Linked DNA regions of Triticum aestivum: region 2 is linked to region 1. The links are chromatin contacts, called in public HiCAR-type maps. All regions are on one chromosome and are shown on one strand. Each heading gives the region's core, a stretch centred on a gene start, on an enhancer-like site or on the middle of the called end of the contact. The rest is flanking DNA. Distances are from core to core; before and after follow the strand shown.

Region 1 (4,845 bases), core at 1,632-4,131:
CTATGAAGCTGAACGGATTGTTGTCGACAATGACGATTCTACTGAAATCTTTTGACAGGCACGAAAGATCTTTCACATGCTCTCTGTATTCCCTGAAATTGTACACGCCCACTGATATCAGAAAATGAACTGGCCCGCTACTGTATTGTGTTAGGTTATTGGCAAACAAGTATTATATGCACTATCAGCCAGTCCTACTCCAAACAAAGTATTACATGCAAAAACATGCATGCAGAGCCGAAGAAAGCACCATCGATTCATTACTAAAGACTAGCACAGGGACATGCCTTGTATGCAAGCAGAATTGATGAGCTGCTTCCTTCTTTTTCTAAAATTGGCGCTATAAGGCATGACGAAGGGTATGGATGGACCATGAAGAAGAGACAATAAATCCCTTATATTCTGGCCACCCTGCCTTTGCAGTGTGGCACCCTTCATGGCTGGCATTGCACCGCAGATATCCAGGGTCATGCCCCCCCAACATTGCAGACTGTAGATATCATCGTCGCTCTAATCCTTACACTACTCAAACACTGCAGATTACCATCTTCAATCTAATCTTTTCAGGTAATCACCCACTGTATGGTACATTCAGTGCATGGCATGCCTTAAAAGAAAGGATTGTGTTAATATTGTCAGTTTGTCACTCAAATTGATGGGAAACGACCAATCTCTAGTATTGAACTCATACAAATTATAAATAAACTACATGTGCTTTTCCACCTAAAGAACTGCTGGTTTGCATGTAACATTCAACTGATTAGTTGTGTACACATGACAGAAAGCAAAGTAATGATGGCTATCATCAAGACGCAGCAGCAGCAGCACGACGTTACAAAATCACTTGTATCCTATCCCTATGGGGAAGTTTCTGTAACACTTACGTAGTAACAGTTGATGGACGATAGAGACGGAGTTTGAACCTATTATGAGCATCTATTATGTCCACTAAAGGTCTTGCATAACCTGAGGAGAAATTTGGACAGGTATGGTGAGGAAGCTGATTGGGATCATGTGACGAGAGAGAGAGAGATGAATAAAATATTAGCAGCCACCATACCTTCTAAACCCGCTGTAAAGAGGATAAGATCTGCGAACTCACTAGTTTTCTGCAAGAACTCATGCAGACCAGGACGTTCAAAAACAGTAACATGATTCACCTTTTGTTTCCCTTCAACATCCTTTACAGCTCACACAAGAAAATATTCCTTTATCAGTAATGATTAAAAGGATAACACAATAAAGTAGCAAGAGCAGAAGTTTGGTACCTTATCAGTTGATATGCACTCCATGTCAAAGCAATGTAATCCAGCTTCAACAGCTTGGGTGCGTACAATAGGAGGAAGACCAGATGATTCGTACGCAGAAACTAAAGTCTCGTCCAGGTCAAGCACTACCTGAAAAGGTAGTCCATATTTGTTCAGAGATAATGAATGAGTTTATAGCAGAATCGTTAAAGCTGACTTCACACTAAATGTGGCTTGGATTTAGTTTTAACACAAATATTAATTCAGTTGATTCTATTTTGTGGGAAGCCATAAGCTCATCATACTAAATACAGTATGCTTATAAGAAACACTGTTATGAGTGTATGTGCCAGTAAAACAGCACACATGCCGATTCATCTATCATGACCAAATGCGTAATATCATAATTCATATCCAATCACGCTGCCAGTATTGAGGGGCAGGCTCAGATATCTTCTCAACAGCAGCGACAAGAAGTTTCCCAGAAATGGTCTCTCGCAAATTGACTAGTACAAGATCAGTGACCAGAAACAATATATTGCCTAATTAAGTACTCCCTCCGTCCGGAAATACTTGTCCTAGAAATGGATAAAATGGATGTATCTATAACTAAAATAAGTCTAAATACATTCATTTCTAGGACAAGTATTTCTGGACGGAGGGGGTATTTGATCCAGTAAAGGTAGCAACACCGGGATCCTGTAAATTCTCTAAACCAGCCCTTGTCTAGAGATGAGATTAACGCAGTTGTTGGCTAATAAATCAATAAGCCCTTGTTTTGGGATTGAAGTGGCTACTAACATCAACTAAGCTTTTGTTTTGGATTTGCAACACAAGTGACTCTAGGTGCTCGTAATCAGAGAAGACGATTTTTTACCACCCAACAACCCGAAATGGCCTGCTTTATAGCAAATATACTAATTCAGCAGCAAATAAAACACACTATCAATCAAAGCTAACTGAATTAACCAGGAAGAACACCCAATTAGCTCAAACCAACCCCTCCGCCTAATCCCAAATTCACCAGCCCGAAGACAGAAATGGACGGCAATTGGATGGAGACACTCCTCCTGCATCCACTTCCTATCGAAATGGAATCCATCCCCTTCCAAAGTATCTATTGCTCCCTGACCGGAACAGCAAATAGCTCCAAGGAACCCAATGAAAAACCGAATCTTCCCGTACCGTGAGGCGCTGGAGGGGCTCAGACGGGGGCGCCGGGACGGGGGCGGCGTCGGCCGGGATCTCGGAGCGGAGCGGCATGAAGGCCACCTCCGGCGACGGCTGGTCGGGGGCGGCCGAGGCGGAGGAGAGGAGCGGGTAGCGGAAGCCGACGAAGGAGAGGAGCTGGGCGCAGGAGGGCGTGCCGCGGAGGATCTGGAGCAGGACCTGGAGGAGGAAGCCGATCCAGCCGACGACCGCCTGCCACGCCTGCGTCGCCGCCTTCCCGCGCTGCTGGTGCTGCGCCGCCGCCGCCGCGGTCGGCGAGTACACCTCCGCGGCCGCCATGGGGGCCAGGGACGGGCTGCCGGGGCAGGCGGCGGGGGCAGGGGCGAGGGGGCGAGGCAAGGCCGGAGGCGACCGGAGGGAGGGGGGAGGTGGTGGTGGTCGGGTGGTCTTTGTGGGCGCGTGCACGTACGTGGGGGCGGGCGTGGGCGTGCCCGGGTGGGCTTAGCGGAACAGGGGATCGGTGATTGGGGGGCGGATTCGGTGGGCCCGGCGGTCAGCGAGAGTGCGGCTAAACTGGCGAGCTGCCGGAAGTGTAGTAAATTGTCATACGTGCACCCGGAGTTTTCTCTTGGTCGTCAGTAGAAGTAGTAAATTGTTTTTGTCTCCATGCATTTCTGGCTGCTGGCTTGATGCTTATCTGCTCGTGTTAACCTAATTTGTTTTGTTTCGGCGAAAGTACTTATCAATGGTGGCGCGGTAATGTTGACACGTTAATCAAGTCAATCGGGCTGCGTTGATTTCGTTTGCTCCACAAAGCTTCGTTGGTTTCAAAAGTATATTAAGGGCTAATCGTTGTTTTTAACCATGAGGATTAAGATACTTTCTCCGTTTTGAATTACTCGTCATAGAAATGAATATAAAAATTCACTAATAAAACTTTAAAAATCGCTATTGTTGTATAAAATCACACCTCTTCGTCCCATAATATAAGACGTTAAGTATTACTCCCTCCGTTCCAAATTACTTGTCGCGGGTATGGATGTATCTAGATGTATTTTAGTTCTAGATACATCCATTTCTGAGACGAGTAATTTGGACTCCCTCCGTTTTTGAATATAAGTCTTTTTAGAGATTTTCTTAGGATTACATACGGATGTATATAGACATGTTTTAGAGTGTACATTCACTCGTTTTGCTTTGCATGTAGTTTGTATGGAATATCTAAAGGACTTATATTTAGGAACATGCGGAGTAGTTTAGTACCATATACTTATACTTAGATTTACTAGGTGACGACGCTTCTTTCTACATATGCCGAACTAAGCATAGCTTAGGGTCAGATTTCTTATGGTAAAATCAACCCATCAGGTTTGAAGTGTTAGACTTGACACAGGTGTTTGCATATTTTTTTGGATTTGTTTCAGACTTTTCTACGCTGTCTTTTATTTTCAGTACTATGACGTGTTGACTTAAGTCTTTTGAAGGTGTTCATAGAAATCGAGTTTGCATGTGTGTGTGTGCATATGGATAAGGTATACGTCTGTGCGTTCATAAATTTGCACGCGCACGTGCATTCCTAGCGATATAGTGTGTGCATTCCTAGCGATATAGTGTGTGCGTGCGATTATATAGATTTAGTGTCGTGCACATTATTCGTGTATGTGATTAATTATGTTTAAAATACATAGAGATTAGAGAAATTAAGATAGTTGGATCAGGTGTTTACATTTACATTTTTACTCCGCAATTGCAGGAAATATTCCTTTCTCCCAAAGGTGTCATGCCGTATTGCCCTGCCCTCAAGGGATGCTCGGCCGATATTTCTTTCTTGGTGATTGTACCTAAGTAGGTCATTTTCAGAAAAAGTTTGTGCCTAGGTAAGCAGGCACCTCTGATCCCTTTTGCGTTCTCAACAACAATGAAAACGACGTGGGCCATGCTCACTGGATATACTACTAGCAGTGCTGATAGTAAAAGACGCCTAACTGGAGCCAGCCAATGGGAGAGGCAAGACGACCTTATCTTGTTTTGTTTTTTTTTTTGCGAGAAAATACGACCTTATCTTGTTGGGTTGAAGTCTTGTCCATCACGTGTTAATAATATCTGAAATGTAAAAAGAGTATAGTTCCCCCTAGAGTACGGCAAAACATCGGAGAAAGTATCCGGTGAAAACCAAGTGATAGTCGTGTTTCAAAAAATCTAAAAATGAAGTTATTGGAGATGAGACGTTCTAAAGCCCTGTTAGATTTCAGTTTCAAATCCCCTAAAAGAAGATTTCAGTTTCAAATTCAACTTCGCGAGTTCGTGTTTGAGTTATGAAAAAACAAAATTCAGCAACCCTCAAATGTGAAACATGTAAAATTGTTGGGTTTGATGATGATTTTTTAGCTCCTAAGTGAAATTAAATTTGAATTTGAAACCTTACATA
Region 2 (4,845 bases), core at 1,019-3,518, 290 kb after region 1:
AAACCACAATACTAAGATAAGATTTTCTTTTGAAGTAGCTTTTATGCTACTGTAGACAATACTGAAGTTGCTGCCTCCATTTTCAGAAGTTTCATGAGGCAATTTACTGCCTGTTCGGAACCTCTCCAGTCTCGTAACTCCGCTCCTCGCGAGGAGCTCAGTTTCGGTCGCTCACAGCAATTGTGCTGGCGCTCCCTCCGCTCAGGGAGCTGCAGTTGTGGAGCGGAGAGGATCCGAACAGGGCCTTAGTTATGAACTTATGATATATGAACATTTGTGCATTTTTTACACTTTTTGACATGTTACCTAATTCTGAATTTCAGAAAGTTTGTCAGACAGTTCATGATGAGTTTGCAATTTTATGGTAGTACCTATTAGGCTATTGCACTTACAAGTCCATGTGCTATCTACAGTGGCATTCATCCTGTCTTAAGTAAACTTTTGTGATCTGGAGTTGGAAAACCGCAAGCCTTCCTTGTACTGCTATTGGTTGTAGAGTCGGAAGCCTATAAAAACTATTGCTGCTGCATTATTATCTTATATAGAAGTGCATCATTCATCCGCTGGAGTTGGAAACCAACCTATCCTAGATTGAATAGTCTAAAGTAAAGTTGAAAGCCCGATGTACTCCATCCAGAATTTTTTAATGGAAGAAATGTTGTGCACGAAGGGGAGCCTTGGCGCAGCGGTAGAGCTGTTGCCTTGTGACCATGAGGTCACGGGCTCGGGTATCCTTTAGAGTTTAGATCAAGAAGCCCAGTATGTTGTATCAAAAAGAATTCGGCCACGTAGTTGATTACATCTCCCTTACCAGAAGTTTGTTATACACATCAAGTCAAGTTTCGTATCTCGTCTCTTTAGGATGTGAAATTATGAAATTATAAAAATGTGTTACTTTAACCTGGAGCTGAGCAACAGCAATGTGAGTGCCATACTGCCATGCCATTGCACTATTATAAGTTCATTACTGCATTTAGTTTGTCTGGAAAACAGTTGTTCTATCTGGCTTCTAACAAATCCGAGGTAGTTTTGTCCAGCTTTGCAGTTGCAGTGTCCTTGTTTACTAGTTATAAAACTGGACTTAATAGCAGCGACCTTAATTCGGAAATGTGAGGGAAACCACAATACTAACATAACGGTTTCGTTTGAAGGACCTTCTATGTTTCTGCTGACAATACTGAGGTTGCCGCCTCCATTTTCACAAGTTTCATGAGGCAGTTTAGTTATGATATACGGACATTTGTGTATTTTCACACTTTGCACTACCGCGTTACCTAAATTTCAGTTTCATAGAGTTTGTCAGACGGTTCATGACGAGTTTGCAATTTTGTACGCTGTCCATGTGCTACTGCTATGCACAGTGGTGCATTCATCCTTTCTTATCTTAAGTAAACTTTTGTAAGCTGCAGTTGGAAAACTACCAGCCTACCTTACCTTGGTAGTGAGTCGAAAGCCTGATAGAAGTATTGTAGAAGTGCATCACTCATCTACTGAAGTTGGAAACCAACCCGTTCCGTCCTGCCCTGTTCTGTCCTAGATTAAATAGTCTGTAAGTAGAGCTGAAAGTCTGATGTACTCCATCAAGATTTTCCTTGTGTTAAGGGTATTCAGGAACAGAGGGTGTACCAATTATACGCATCCTCACAAAAGAAAAAGTGTAACTTTTATCATCTGATCTGACCATACTTGTGGAATCTGCAGGACGTGGATCGCACCACGTACTACTTCAAGAAGCAGGACGGCGTGACCTTTGTGATCGAGGAGTGAGTGAGGCGCCGCACGTCGCGACCTGGGCGCATAAAGCCCAGCGCAGCGTGTGCCTCGCGGACGCTGTTCGTGCCACGTCTGTCCCTCTGCGTGATGAACTTCCAGTGTGTATGTATGTATGTATGTATGTATGTATGTACTCGCAATAATGTACTGCTACGTACTGCAAGCCATTTGTATACGTACTTATTACGTAGTACGCGTCAGCCGCTCCCTGGGCGTACCCTTATTTGAGTCGCTGTTGCTGCTGACAAGCATCATAATACCGTGCCGCGCCGGCCATGCCCCAGCGAGCGAGCGGCAGCCGGCCGCGCCGTGCACATGGGCACGGAGGCCGGCGTGAATGCGGGGCCGCCGCCGGGCCCGGGCCCTCCCGGCGCGCGACACATGGCGCGCTCCGGCGCGTCCACTCCGACGGTGGGTGCAGGCCCCGTCGGCATCCACGTCCGCCCGTCCGTCCGGCGATAGTTGGCGCGCCCGCAATGGTCAGCAGAGCAGAGCAAAGCACCCATGCCGATTACCCGGCGCCCCCGATTAATTAGCGAGGACTTTATATTAGGCGCACGGCGCGAGGTGGCGCGACGGGGGGCGCCGGACGACAAAGTGCTGCTAGTACTACTAGTACTCCCCGTCCGTCGGCTCGGCCCGATCAGCTCGCCACCAGCAAGCAACCGCTCTTTTTAGTCCCCACTCGCTCCACGATCCCTCCCCCACTCCGGCCGGCCACGCGCAAAGCGAAACGCTCCCCGACTCCGGCCAAGAGCTCCAGCGCCGCCGCCGCCGACCGTCGTTCGTCCATATGGTGAGGTCCAACTCCATCGACAGCTGCTACTCCTCCATCCAGGACGTCACCTACAGGTACCTTCCGCTTCCACTTCCACTTCCGTCGACGCTTCCATTTCTCCGCCGGCGACGGGTTCATTGACCCCTCCGGTTCCTCCTGGTTCGCCGGCGGCAGCTGCGGGTACTGCGGCTACGCGCTGAACCTGAGCTCGGCGGCGCGGAACACGGCCAACATCGGCTCCAAGTACGGCAAGCAGATCAGGAAGAAGGGCATCGTGGCCTTCGTCGCCGTCGACGAGACGCGCTTCACGCAGGCCGACGAGGTCACCTGCGCGCCCCGCCTCCGCCCCTGGACCTGGCGCCTCTTCCGGCGGAGGTCGCGCCTGCTCTGCGGCAAGTGCGGCGGCCGCATCGGCGCCGCCTACGAGGTCGACGAGGAGGACGAGGACCCCGCCGGCCTCTCCGCGTGCGGCGGCTCGGACGACGACGACGACGACCTGCGGACGAGCCCGGGCGATGATGTCGGCGCGTCCAGAAGGAGGAACTACCTGATCAGGATCGGCGCGCTGCAGCCCTCGACGGACGATCCTCCTCCTGCCGATCCCTTCTCTCTATGATATGATATGATATTGATATGACACACCGCTGCTGAATTTTGTTCCTTTGTTCATAGTGGAAGACGACCCGAGAGCTTGATGTGTGTAAGTTGATCCTGCTATAGTTTTTGTGTCCTGGTAATGGAGTGAGCCATGGTTGCAATTTTGAGCCACCTAGTATTTGTCAATGGCTTAATTCTAGCTTTCTGTGTGGGTTTTTGCTCTCTTGATATCTAAATTATGGGTTCTGTTTTGATTATCCACAGATAAATATATTTCAGTTTGTCATCACTGATTCCATAAGCTGGCTGACAAGATGAATTCATGTGATGGAGCATTGTTATGTTTATTATCACCATCAGTTCTTGTATGCAGCCAACTCGCTGCGAATTCCGAATTGGAGCACAACATTAAGGTTTGCAGTCAAGGCTCCAGGTAAGTCCATGCAAGTAGCACCTCAGTTAGTAAGTTGGATTACATGGTGAGAAACACCATTTTTCTGATCCAAGAATTTGTATATGCAAAATGCCAGTTACTCCCTCCGTCCCACAATGTAAGACGTTTTTGCAAGTTAAACAAGCTTGAAAAACGTCTTACATTATGGGACGGATGGAGTATTTTCTTTCTATGCAGTGAGTAAATCTGGAAATTATACTTCTCAAATAATCACTATATCATATACAAGGAGCTCTTTTAGCTGCAGTAGTACAAATGTCAGTTTCCCCTATTATCTAAGATACATACATTTTCAATAGAGATAACTGAATAAAATGTTGTGATGATCAAATCAAACAAAAAAAGAATGTGAAAAACGGTGAATATGATTTTTGTAGTTTACACTATCATTTTCTGCTTCAAGTGGCTATTGAGTAGGCATCGGTGTGTCCTTCAAGAAGTGTCTGAATAGTATTAGTGCTTGTCGAGGCCGGTGCAGAGGTACCTCATGCCCTGCGCCTGCTACGGTAACGAGGGTTAGTCCTTTGTAAACTTGACTCCAACCTCCAACCTGCAAAACAAAGAGGATTATTGATATAGATCGAAACTGGTCTTTCTGGGACAGAATTTTCTCGATTTAGTGAATAGCCATTTCAGTGAACCCACCTTTCCATGGTCATACCAAGGGTACCAATTCATCAGCGTTGGCAGCTTCAAAGCGCTTATGGAATATCTTGTTGCGGTTACAGGAACAACAGCATCTGTATCCCCACTGCAGAAAGGTAAAATGCATGGTCAGTCATTATCCATGAGGTCAACATTATACAAACAGATTGTTTTGCAGCAGCTAGAAATCATTTCAGAATGTGATATTTTTGTTCCTTCCCTTAAGGGGCAATACTAAAAATGTATGGAGAAGATCTATACAGACAAGCCGATATCAATATAAAGTGGTAGTTAGATACTGCAGTCAGCCATGCAGAACACACAAAAATAATTCCCTAACCCAGAAACAAGTTGGACTCCGTGTTAAACTGACAAAAACATATACTCGGTCATGAGGAATATAAGAAATCTGAAACAAGCAAGTGCTGGGCCTTCTGGCACTTACCTGAATACCCATATCTTGATACCTGCTGCAATTAACTCATGGTAGATAGGAAGCATAGATCTGGGGGAATCCGCCCAATACGATCCGACAATATCACTGCAATAAATAGGCAAATGAGTATATATATGCTTAAGAAAGGAACAGAACTTTAAG

What was found. HiCAR-type assays count read pairs that join an accessible place to other places.
Region 2: a HiCAR-type map of leaf shows a contact between it and region 1, with 6 times the contacts expected there. The contact joins the promoter of LOC123062499 here to the promoter of LOC123062495 in region 1. A contact is called at or near these places in 2 of 5 Hi-C or Micro-C datasets (both in leaf) and 1 of 1 datasets of contacts at active chromatin or transcription factors (leaf).

What each region holds. Positions count from the first base shown.
Region 1 is chr3A:600,432,233-600,437,077 of IWGSC CS RefSeq v2.1, forward strand. LOC123062495 (CTD small phosphatase-like protein) reads right to left here and starts at 2,882. Exons shown (of 6, transcript XM_044486033.1): 1 at 2,433-2,882; 2 at 1,269-1,397; 3 at 1,061-1,181; 4 at 885-966; 5 at 1-92. The coding sequence starts at 2,756.
Region 2 is chr3A:600,720,177-600,725,021 of IWGSC CS RefSeq v2.1, forward strand. LOC123062499 reads left to right here and starts at 2,269. Exons shown (of 2, transcript XM_044486037.1): 1 at 2,269-2,625; 2 at 2,726-3,437. The coding sequence starts at 2,567. The coding sequence ends at 3,167. LOC123062497 reads left to right here. Exons shown (of 3, transcript XM_044486035.1): 3 at 1,702-1,959. The coding sequence ends at 1,767. LOC123062498 (serine carboxypeptidase-like 27) reads right to left here. Exons shown (of 9, transcript XM_044486036.1): 7 at 4,693-4,788; 8 at 4,248-4,353; 9 at 3,784-4,152. The coding sequence ends at 4,009.